2 separate regions of the Urocitellus parryii genome follow, and region 2 is linked to region 1. Evidence: chromatin contacts called from public Hi-C data. All regions are on one chromosome and are shown on one strand. Each heading gives the region's core, a stretch centred on a gene start, on an enhancer-like site or on the middle of the called end of the contact. The rest is flanking DNA. Distances are from core to core; before and after follow the strand shown.

Region 1 (6,471 bases), core at 2,806-5,305:
AATGGAGATTCTGTTTTCTTAAGGAGTGTCTGGAAACTTTGATAAACAAATAGCAGTGACACTTAAAATATATCAATGCCAAAAAACTGTTCTGGCAAAATATTGGTTTAGAAATGATTGTATTGTGGTGATGGAGATTGAAACAAGGGCTATGTACATGTTATGTTAGGTAAGTACTCTATCACTGAGTTATAACGACTCAGCTCTGGAAATGACAGTTTTAGTATTGAGAGTATAGAGTGAATAAGGAAGCATTCCATTGTGTTTCCATCCCTAAGAACAAAATTTAAGCTTATGGGAATATGTGTTTTGGGAGCTGCAGCTACATATAACTATAGGTGCTTTGGCTTTTTATTAGGCACCAGAAGAGATTGAAGACAGAATATACAACTGGATATCAGAATTATGACTTTTCTCTGTGGTTCAACTGTCTTATTTCTACAAAACTGTAAATTAAATATGACTTATTTTTTCTTACTATATACTACCTACCATATAAAGATTTTTTGAAATTATTGTCTTAAAATAAATTTTCAAGAAATACAATTGTAGTATCTAACAACCTACCTGAAGATGTGCTTTTGAGCGAAAAAATTCTGGGTTTAGGTTTTAGTTTAATTCTTTCTTTTTCAACATCTTGATCTTTATCCTGAGATTCTGATGAGGAATTTACCACCATGTCTTCATAACCATCAAGTGCCACATCTTCGTTGTTTTTGACAGAAAATCCTGGCCCATCTTTGGTTATGTCACTGTTTGATTTCTTGGTTTTCAAAAAAGATAGTTTTGGAGAATTATTTTCTTCATCATCTGATATATGAAAATCATTCATTTTTTTCTTAATGGAATTTTCATCTACGGAGGTATCAGAAAAATCACCCAATGAAACTGAAAACAGACAAGAAAAAACGTTTTCAATAGTATATTTTAAATCTCTTAAGGTCATATTAATCTTTTTTAAAAGAAAGATTACCTTAAAGTCTAGAAAGGGTTTGAAGTAAATTTATAAACATGTTTAAGTGCAAATTTATTTTACAGCTCTTAAAAACAGCTTATCTAGTCTGTTCTGAATTTGAATTTATGTAATAAAATTTTCAATTTCATAAAAAGTATTTATTGAATGCCCACAGGGTGCCAAGTACTGCACTTACTCTGGGAAATGCCATCCAAAGATTCCAAAAAATAACAATCAGTCTTGGGACATTCAGATTCCATTTTGGAGAGTAAAATCTTCATTTGTGAATCATTTCATCATATAAAATCAAGAATATTTGTAAGCAAAAGAGTTTAACTAGATTGTTTTCCACATAAATGTTGTAAATGCAACTGCATCCATACCAAAAATATTAGATTTTACTAAAACAAAGATAATAAAGAATGCTAACTTAAAAATATAGCAGTGATTTACTATTTTTACAGAGAACATTGATTATTGATTGAATATATATCAAAGAGTAGAACACTGAATTTCAAGTTCAGAATTCTGTATGGGTACAGAGTTAATATTTGAATGAAGCCTAAAGTATTAATATTTTTACCTAATTAAAATACAGCAAATTATATCAAAATGGTATTGATATATACAATGTGAATAGTCTGTCGTTTTTAAAAGGACACCTTATTATAGTCCAAAGACCTGATATATAACTAGCATTTATAAAAGTGCTTCTGAGGTACACTAAAATTTAGCTTTCTGTACCCCAGTTACCAACTAGCTGTTGTGCCTCCTAGTATTAACTTTAAGGAAGAACTTGTCCTCTTCCATGTAGTTTACCCCCAGTCATCATTTTATTGGTGTCAGTTAATTTACATAATCAAAATATATATTCACAAACAATCAAGAACAATCAAAAAACTTCTTGAAAATTAAGACTGGCTCTCTAACCCATTAAAAGTTGGAAATCTAAAACTAATGAAGTCAAAGGCATTATTTTAACACAAGTCTTTTTTGTTTGTTTGTTTTTGGAGGAGGGGAGTAGGTTAAATGTAATGAAGCAACATACAGAATAATATTTTACTTTTCCATGCTCTCACATACCAATCTCATCGCTCTCAAAGTCATCTGAGTATTCAGAACTCCTCTGTCTGGCCGAGCGAGCTGTAATCGCTCTTATTAGCTCATCCTGAAATGAGATAATTAAAATCAATTCCCATTCAAATAGGATGGAATATAATATCTACAATTAATTTGTAAACAAATAATAATTCTTTCAAACAAGTTGCATTTATTTAGCGTACATTAACTCTAAGCCTACATTGTACCATGCACCCAATTGAGTGAGGAGACTCAATGCAAATCACCATCACCAAGGGCACACCCTCTTGGTGCCTGCTGTTAAACTGGAGGAGACGACAGTATCAAACAAATTAATTGCAGATTATAATTTGAGCTAAATAGTAATAGGTAAGAGGGGACTCGATTTATATAGGATTTGTTACAAACTGCCATTTTGGAAGAATGTGGTACTTTTTTTTGTTTTGTTTTGGGGGTTTATTGAGTTTTTCTTGTTTATTTATTTATTTATTTATTTGGTACTGGGGATTGAACCTAGGACCTCCTGTACGCTAAGCACACACTCTACCACTGACCTATATCCCCAGCCCCAAACTGGTACTTTATGTAAGCATACTGCAGAAACATATATAACCCATAGTGAAAATTTAAAGGTTAAGTTCAAAACTGTAATGACCCAGGAGAAAAAACTTCGTACTGTGCTACAATAGGAAAAAAAAAGTTTTTTTTTATGTGAAAATAACAATTTAAAGTTGCATTTTAACTTTTAACTTAGTAAGAACCTACAATTAAGGTTATTTTGATGGCCTTAAAGTCACAAAGGAGGATTTGTAATACTGGTGCTCAAACATGATAAATGATCTGCAAAACTTCAAAAAGAACAGAAGACTTACTCCTGCTTTATAAAGGACCACTTCCTATAACCACGAAGTTCCACATTCATAATACAAAATCAATACAAAATGCCTTGAAATATTTTACCTGAAAAGTAGTTCTTTTGGTAACTTTTGGACTCTTGGTGTATGCCAAAGTTGTGCTGAAAACTTCGTCGGACATACTTTATCTTTTCTTGTTACCTTTATCAAATAGCTAATAAATAATTGGAGCAATTCACTCAACCTCTGATGGTGACTGAAAGAGATGAAAACCAAATCAGACTTTTGCATGCTTAAAAATTTCTATTACTACATTTAACATAAAAAATAAACTAAACAAGAAGAAAAAATAGCCAAATCAAATTTAAAAAGTATCATATGAATATTGACTACATCTTCACCTACAAATGTGGAGTTCTTGTAAAGAAATAAATTCTCACCACAAATCTCTTTCTAAAAAATAAAAAAGAAAAGACAAATGTCAGTGGAAGTTATCTTAAATAGTCTTGCATTTTTAAGGATGAGCAAATAAATGACTGCAATTGGTTAATAAAAATAAAAGTTGACAATTAATACATAACATCCTATTTTTCCCCTTTTCCATTCAAAAAAGCAAAGCATTTCTCAACGAGTCATGCTTTATTAAGTCCACCAAGATGATTGTATACTTTATAAAAGCACTAGCCCTATACACAAATTGCTTGCATTATAGCTCTATGCAAAAAAAAAAAAAAAAAATCTTAATGCTTAACCACAAATAGCCAGCGATATTTTTTCAAGCCACTTTTGTCCCTCACGAAAGTGTTAACAAGGCTGGGAAAAACAAAACGAGGTTTCCGCGATGCTTGTATTAACATCGCTGTTGCTCAAGCTCCAAGCTGAAGGCCTAGACCAGGGCCGCAGGATCACCCGCATCAGCGCACGTCCCAGTACCACACTAACTCCCGGCTGGGCCAGGTGCCCTCCAGGTCCCCACCCGCTGCTCACGCGCCAGGGCCCCCAGCTTGAGCCCGGCTTGTGCACACCCAGAGGCTGTCACCGCCGCCATCCGTCGCGACCCCGAAGTCCCGCGTTCTGTACCCACCCCCGCCAGTCGCACGGCGGGCTCCCAGAGACCTGGAGGACCAAGCCACTCGCCTGGAGCAGGAGGTTCTAGCCTCAGTCTGGGCCTGGCAGCGCTCGGAAACCCGGACTAAGCAAGGAGGCGGGGCCAAAGACGTAGGCGGGAGGCAGTTGCTAGGCAACGGCGTCCCCGGGAGGAAGTGACTTCTACAACGCCGGGTCTCTTGGGTACCCAGCACCGCCCTTCCGCCTAACGCGTCACCGGGGGCAACCGGCTAGACTAAGGAAGTGACATCACCTGTCTAGGTCTTGGGGGAGAGGTTCTGCGCGCTGCTGTGTTGCCTAGGAGACAGGATTCGCCCGGCTCCAGGGAGCCTTCCTTGCTCTTGCCGCTGAGCGAGGGTCTAAATCTGCCGCTGTGCCTGAGGCAACGTACACACAGAGTTTTGCCGGAATTAGGACATGAAGTTCTGTGAATCCGTGTTGGAGTAGAATGTGACCGGATGTGACAGACTAGCAGAGTAGTGACGTTTGCACACCGCAGTCACCTGCACATTTTAGTATTGACCTTTCCCTACGCAAGTGGATGTTGTGCAAATAAGCGACTGTATACTTCAGTTTCTCCTTAAAAAAGAAAAAAAAAAGAAGAAAAGGAAAAGAGATAATAATAATAGCCATCTTAAAGGATTGCTGTATTGGAGAGAATAATACAGATGGAATACTTGGAAGAGTGCTTGGAATTGCATTCAGTCGATATTAGATATGATCTTTATGCACCTAAGCCACAAAAGGCCTGGACAGAAGTCAACCCTTGTGCACACACCTGAGAGCCCATTTCAGTTCCTGCTTTAATGTAAAGCTTCCCTTTTGTATACTTAGTGTATAATCTGGTTAAAATCTAATCAGTTGACAAAGTGATCTTATAAGCTGGAGGAGAGGGTGTCACTAAGGGGAAAGTCAACATTATCTAATTAGCATTGGTTATACTTTAAACTAAAGACAATAAAATAAAACCCCAAAACACATATTTAAAATTTCTAAAATAGCATAAATTTCATGCTATTTTTAATTTATTTTTATTTATGCTATATTTTTATTTTTTAAAGAGTTCACTTTTGTTTAAATTGCCTAATGAATTCATCAACTAGTAGTTAAACTTGGCATTTTTCCTTATCTCTGCAAAACATTAACATTTTACTTATTCAAAATTGATTTATAAATAAATCACATTCACATATAGACTTTAAAATCATTGAAAAATGCACATAAAAAGAAGTAAAAACTTTAGTAAAAAATAATGCTTTTAACAATATTTGTGATCTACCTTTGAAGAAATGTGCAGTTTATGTCGGTCCACTTATTACTGTTTGGGAAACTCAGTTTGATCAACATTTGCTTAGGTTTGATGTTTTTAAATATTTCTGAGTAAATATCTGCATAAAAGAAGGATTTTTCATTTTCACTAGTTACTGCTAATTTTCTGACCCATGTAAATTATTAACCGACAAATATGATTCCCTTATGGTACCTATGCCCACACTGAGAGGACAGCATCCACACTTTCCTTAAAAGTGATATACTAATTTGCTTGTATTGAAATAATTATAATTATGTACAAGTATATGCTTTTTCATTTCTTTCTTATTCATTTCACCAATACAGTTTTCACTTAGACATGGTTTAAGGAATAAAACTCAAAAAATATTAATAAAAAGAGTCCTTGGGAAAACATTCTATTTTTCTATGGAACAAACTGGATTTTTATTTTCAACTCAGTAATTAATAGAAGATAATAATTAATAGTTGATGTAAAGTTATGCTATAGAAAGCTACAGTAAAGAAAAACAGTTAATCTGAAATGGCTAATTACTCCACAGGATTCAAATCACAATATCTTTCCACTATTCTCTTATTTTAATGCTGCATAACCTTAAGTGCTATGTGAATATTTTCAATCATATTCAGTATAAGTTAATGGTAACATTATATAATATTTGAATCAATAGTATCATTTTATATAAAGCATAGTTGGGAATATATATAATAATATACTAATATATATTATATGTAGTTGAATATAATTGTTGAATGAATGAATTAATGAATAAATGAATAGCACTTTAAATTTAAAATACTTTTACAGCATTACAAAAGAAGTTCCTAGATGCTCAGTTAAAAATAATTAAAGTACTACAAAACAAAAAACTCTACAATATTTTATGTAACGTTTTTCTCTAGATTTTATGTATATATATTTTATACATCCTTTGAGTTGAATACCTTTTCCTTTCGTTGCCTTGTCTCCACCCACCTAGTCATTCATTCATTTAGTATACCCGCATGAATAACATATTGAGGGTCATATTTTGAGTCCAAAGGTAAAACAGACTAAGTCCCTACCTAGGACAATGGTTATGATCCTGTGGCCGGCAGTGCACCTTAGAGGTTAAAAACAAAAAAAAATAGAGACAAAGGATCTTAAACTTATAGCCAGCATTAGCTGAATAATTAAAGCACCTA
Region 2 (6,471 bases), core at 2,707-5,206, 410 kb after region 1:
CAAGGGTTGCTGCAGGCAAACTTTGTTAGAGCACATTTGAAACAGGTGGTGAGTACTGAAAGTCTTTTTCTTGGGAGAGGATTGATCTACATTTACTTTTTGACATCTTGATACACCTTAAGTTCTCAAGATACTAAGTCACACAATCATGCTATAACACATACTAGAAAATTGAGCACCTCTCCTGGAATTACCCCCCAAATAAAACAATATGAAGTACGTATCACCTCTTCTGCTATAATGGCAAGTATGTAAAGCAGATGATTTGTAACTTGATACACTGAAAAAACTGAAGCTAAGAAGATTAAGTGACTTCTTCATGGTCAAACAGCTGATAAGTGGGGGTTCTTAAGGAGCTCCTCTGCCTACCCAGGCAAAAATCTCATTTGTAATCTTTTAAGTTTCACCACAGGCAGCTACAGGGATGCAGGCCTCACAGGGGAAACTTCCCTTTTCTCAGCAGACTTGGGGCAGTCAATGAATTGTAGCTTTCTGCAGTGAGCTACAGTGGAGGACTCAAGAAAGAAAGCAGAGTGTAAAGTCAAGGGTAATGCTCTTCTAAGCTCAGGGCCCTGTGAAATCTACAGCAGCTTGTCCTGTGTCTGCTACATTGACTATGTCATCATATGTACAAGAGAATTTTTCATATCTCCATGCCTGTCACCTCTCTCAGTCCTTCCTCATCTCCACCTAGGATCTTCTAGTCCTCCTTATACCCATACCCCAGGTAGTAACTGCCTCTCTGTTCTCTGTCCATTCAGAGCTTCACGTGTACCTTTATTGCATCATGCAGTCATCATTTTTGCATCACGATGATTCATATTCCCCTTTTTATGACAAAAATTGTTAAGTGCAGAAATCAAGACTTTTACATCTTTTAAACCGTGAGGCTTGCTACATACTAGCATATAATTGTGGAGGAAGGAAAGCAATAAGAAAAATAAGTGAAAGAAGATAATAAGTTTCTTTACTTCCCTAAACTTGTGCTTTTATGTATAAAGAATTTCCTTGGATTTACATATGGGGCATACTGCATAAGAAACTGTCAGATTTATATTAGCAAAATTACGACGACCAATTATTATTAAGAAAATAATTTTTACCTGTTCAAATTACAGAATGTCACAGACGGGAACTCAATTTTTTCCACATATTGAACCTCAATAGATGTCGTGGTTGGCCATGTGAAATAGTTGATCAAGCGACTGTAGATCTGCCACACCACTAGTGAGACGGAGCCCAGCACCACCACCAACCAGATCACCTTACGAATTCTGCTTCGGTTCCGAACAATATTATGCACCCCGTGAAACGAAGTGGAGATGGCAAAGTCATGGTCAAACTTCTTTCGGTCAGTGGCAGATGGCAGTGGTTTCTTTGAAAGGTAAAACTTTATCTTTCCTAAGAGTCCTTAAGATTTTGTCCAAAATATAATTAAACAAAAAAGTCATGAGTTAGGAAACCTTAATGCTATCTGTGAAAAACACAAGTGACAAGTGGTTGATCAAGCTATTCTTTTTATTCCTTGTCATTATTTTTTTCCTTTTTATTATTCTATGTCCTGTTAATTGAGTGATTTATTCAAAAGTCAAGAAGTCTAAGTGTCAGGTCTAATGAAAATATGCTAATGCTATTCAAAGAATACTCAATGTTAAAGCAAAGATGTTAAAAACATTATTGTTACCTGCAGCCTCAAAATCAATCCATCTTGAATTGGTTGCTTACAATAAATGATAATCTTTTTAAAAATTAGGATGAATTTTTAAAATAGTGTTTTTCCCTGGTGAATCTCAAGGTCCTTTAGATGTCATGAAAAAAAATCAGGCTCATTCTGATTTTGAGAATAAGTGAGGCTCTAAACAGTCACTTCTTCAATTAATCTTTGTCCAACAATGTTGTAATTTATGGTGATTGCAACTTCCATATTTTGTAAGATTTGGTAAAGAACTATTTTATTTCTCTCTTGGTTATTTAGTGTTTTAAATTAAAATTGCATCATTAGTTATGTAATCTATTTTCTATCTTTTTAGAAAGTGAATTCATCCATTCAGTGCTATCAAAAATTAATCAAATATTGTTTATTGACATAAGTTGGAAGGGACTACTGAGGTTTGCATTAAGATATTTTTGACAATATGTAACATTCAGAATTTTCTTTTGGTTTAATTTGTTTTTGCTTTTCAGTAGAAGATGAAAAGACACTGTTGGCTGGGGGAAGAGTGTAATTTAATTAAGAGGATGATATGGCTTTTGCAATGGGAAGTTCTGGCTTCTAACAGAGGCCTCACCTCTCACAATCTGCATGACCTCAGCTGAGTTTCTTAACCTCATGTCTCTTCTATCAAATGGCAGCAATTGCATCGACCTCATGACTTTGTTGTATTAACTAAAGTATACTTGGAGATGGCTGGCACATTACCTAGACCATGATCAGTACTCAGTAGTATTTGATAATTTTATTCTACTAGTTTAGTGGTAATGCAGTAAAAGCTAAAATATCCTGGGTTTTGGAATCCACCCCAAATTCTCACGTAAAAATTGATTTTTAATTGTCACAAGATGCTCACAACATGTTTAACTTTTGTATAATTTGCTTCAAAAATATTATTTTAGTCAACTATTTACTAATAATTTACTTCCCAAAGGTTGCAAACTCTACTTAGCATTTAATAAACTAAACTTTTTGTACAGTTATTGGATATATAAATATACATAAAAAAATTAATTATCAACATTTTCTAATAGTGCCCATTTCATTTGGACATGAACTGTCTAGTGATTGGATACTTATAAATTATTTTATTATAATTTTAAAGATATTATGCACTAAGCAGGAAAATTTGTATTAATATCATTAGCTTGAAGTTGTACTTAAATCTTGTAATAATACCTATATAATATTATATAGTAATATTATATATTATAAATATATAATATTTGGTATCAAATTAGGCAGTCTATATAAAATATATGACAGAGTCCCATGGAAAAATTGGCAGTGTGAAAGAAGTCGTTGTCATTACTAATTAGAAAGGTAAATCTAATTATGATCTTTGTGATATTTAGTCATTAATTATAATGAAGAACTTATTCTGATAAAAAGTCAACTCAGTCTCTAGGCAACTTGCATTCTTCTTATTATAGGGATTAAAGTTACCAGAAAAGGAAAAGTAGTCTAATAACCAGTAACTGGTCAAGCAAAGTATAGCTGTTGGTAAACATTATCTTGGAAAGGCAAAGTTTTATTTGTAGTAATGTTTAATTTTTATTTTTAGTTTCAAGTTTGCTTTTAAAAATCAGCTCATTGAATAAAAATCTACTCCTTTACCATTGGGTTAGCCTTACTGAAATGTTCTCAGTTATTGACTAGGGATTTAGTAAAGGTTTTTGCAAAACTATTATTTTAGATGAATAGTGAAGAAATAAGGTGATGTATGCCTGTCAGGATGATTAGAATTGGTTAGATAAATTGCACACCAATCCACAAAGCAGAAACTTCTTCCTCTCCTGACTGAAGTATGTCCTGTGTAAGTATTTCAGGTAGGTTTGGCATAGAACATTGATCACCACAGAATCATTTTAAGGAACATCACACAAATTATTCTGGATTTAAAAGTGAAACTTGCAGCACATGACAAATAGAGACCAAAAGAAAAAAAACAAAACTGAGTTCTAACATATAATGATATTTTAAAACTAATTTTGAGTTTCTCAATACAAATTTGAGTTTCTCAATAAAAAAGTGAGTAAAAAAGTGAGTAAAACTCTGTTATTTATTTTTAAAAATTCATATTACTTATATTATGTTCACATAATATTGAAAATCAAATTTCCTATATGAATTAAAAAACCCTTTTCCTTTGCTTATTTCTAGCCTTTAGGAATGAACTGTTCAGAGGATTTTACTCTTTACCTACCTTTCTCTGCATATCCGTTTGATTTCTCCATCTGCTCCATTTGTGATTTCAGTAAGCAGGAGTCCTCAGGGTGTATTAAATTTTCATTATGACAATATTCATTTTGTGGCCTTTATATAAAATACAGAGGTTGAGGTTGTAAAATGTGGGGGCAATTTAAATATTTGTGTTGCTATGTTGTGCCTCATAAAGCACATAATCTACAAACCAAAAATGTTGACTGAATCAGCTCTGGGACTTTTTGAACTGATGAGAAGCTATCATAGAGTGAAAATTTTAAAAATTAACATTAGTAAATCATTTTCTCGTAAGAAAAGGAATAATCCCTGTCAAATGTCTAGATTAATAGTGGCTTCTAACCAGGCAGATACTTAAGTGGCCAATCTGGAAATCTCCTCAGTTTCTATCTCTATCTCTATCTTTATACAACTTTGAATCAAAATCCGGTGGGATAAAAAAAAAGAAAGAAAAAATGTGTTTATTCTGGGAAAAGTATCTTTCCCTTGACATTTCTTTCTTAGTATCAGATGAAGCTATTTGTAACAGAAGTAGTTGCCAATGGCTGGGGAAAAGATCAGGAAATATTACCTCTGGAAGAAATGAATACTGAGAGCATACAAATTTGACTAAACATGCTAATTTTTTTCATATTACTCATTTTGAGTTTTTTTTGAGAATTTTAGAATTTTATATTAAGTAATAAACTGGAGAATGAGCAGTATTGTGTATAAATGGTGCCATCTGTTGACGCATATCAGGAACTGCATGCACCTGTACTTGCAGCTTGTTGCATTAACATGATAATATAAAGATCTAACTATTATTGATATGGTTGCATATATTTTACCTATATTTGGAAATTCCATAATTCCAAGTGCTATACGTTGAAAATTATCCTTACATGCAGGAAAACTAAGCTGAAGTGGAGGGACTTCCTCAACTCTAAGTCAGGAATGGGGTCTATCTCATAATATATGAGTTTCTTCTTGAAACATTTCTCCTTTGGGTTTAAGCTATAAGTCTTGGCATAAAACCTTAGAATTCAGGTACTCCTTAAAGGAACAACAAGCAACTCACCTCCCCATCTTATCTTCCTTGCTTTGTCTGTCTTCCTTTATTCTTCCCACCATCTTTCCCCAGCATAGGTGGAGTCCTTATGATGCATGAAGTTATGTGTTGGTATACTCAGTAGGCCTCATAGTCAGTTGGTTATCTGCCATTTGAACTTCTAGGGAAGAATGATGAGTTGCTTTAAGTTTGGTGACTGCTGGTAGAAAATAAGACAAGTCTATAAAGGGCCAGCCAGGCTAGAGATACAGAAACAAAGAGATAGGAGGCAGCTGGGGCTCCCAAGGAGGAAAACCACCACAGAGCCTCCCAAAACTGCACCCTATACACTTTGTCATTTTACCAAAGCTCAGGCAGAAGTGCAATTTGCTAAAACTTCATTGACTCTTTTCACTTCTTTATTCTTGGCCCAAATTGTCAACACTTTCTCACAGTTCCTTTGTGCAAAAGGTAGGAAAAAAGTGAGAATGGTAGAAAAGAAGGCAGGCCATCAAGGTCTCCCCACTTCCTGCCTATCCTTTGCTAGAAAAAAAAAAAGAAAAGAAAACAAGCTACTTCTTAATTTTACTTGTTCAAACGTATTCCGCTCATGTATGATGTTTAAAAATAATTAAAGCATTTGCTCCTAATCACAGTGATCTGATAACTTTCCATCTCTCTTTTACTTTAGAGTGAACTTTCCAAAACTATTTCCTTTTCTTCTTCTGTCTCTAGTTTTAAAATCAGTTCACCCCAGAAGACCAAAATGGAGGAGTGGAGAAGGTCGCGTTCCTGGCTGCTCTGTGATGTGAAACCAAGAAAGCAGAAAGGAAGGTGAGAAGGGGGGAGTTTGCTGGGAACTAATTCTGGACATTCAGATCAGACTAGGGACTCTGGAGTTTGGATATAACAAAATAAAGAGAAATCCCCAGATGTGATTCCCCACCCCCTTACACAAGCAAAAATGGTGGAAGAATAAATCAATGAAAGGAACCTGCATATCTAGGAGTCCTGAGGCACGTCTTGGGTATGGAGAGATCAGAGATCAAAGACACAGCTGGACTAACCAGGAAGCTGTGCTATACAATGTCCTGGTGTGGGAAAGAGGCTGAATCTCTCCAGGCTGCCAGGGAGGATGGAAGAAGGAACCATTTTGAAGCAGGGGCCAGCAGCGCAGGGACATGATTTCCCTGCATCTGGGCATGGCCCAAAATATAGGCCTGGTAAACCCATACTACCCAACATAGAATGAACCTAAGTGACCAGGAGAAAGCCAAAAGTGGAGAGAGGTTTACACATGGGAATACAGGCTTGAGTGTTGAGCCACAATGCAACGAAAAGACCACCAACTCCAATTTTAAATCAAATTAAAGCAAGCCTGTAATGTGTACACAAAAGCTGGCCAGCCAGCGACTGTATTTCCCAAAGCCAGGCTAGACATCAGCAGCCCAACCTCTAGGTAAAAGGTTTTATAGCACAAAGAGTTACAAAGGGGGGTGTCTTGGGA

What was found. Hi-C and Micro-C count contacts between places; a contact is called where the count stands out from the background.
Region 2: a contact with region 1 is called in a Hi-C map of muscle, with 3 times the contacts expected there. The contact joins the promoter of Asic5 here to the promoter of Map9 in region 1. A contact is called at or near these places in 2 of 2 Hi-C or Micro-C datasets (liver and muscle).

The regions. Positions count from the first base shown.
Region 1 is chr10:29,229,829-29,236,299 of mUroPar1.hap1, forward strand. It overlaps Map9 (microtubule associated protein 9), which reads right to left and starts at 4,056. Exons shown (of 14, transcript XM_026384734.2): 1 at 3,974-4,056; 2 at 2,996-3,145; 3 at 2,039-2,123; 4 at 568-888. The coding sequence starts at 3,070.
Region 2 is chr10:29,643,837-29,650,307 of mUroPar1.hap1, forward strand. It overlaps Asic5 (acid sensing ion channel subunit family member 5), which reads right to left and starts at 3,957. Exons shown (of 10, transcript XM_026384748.2): 1 at 3,918-3,957; 2 at 1,104-1,410. The coding sequence starts at 3,957.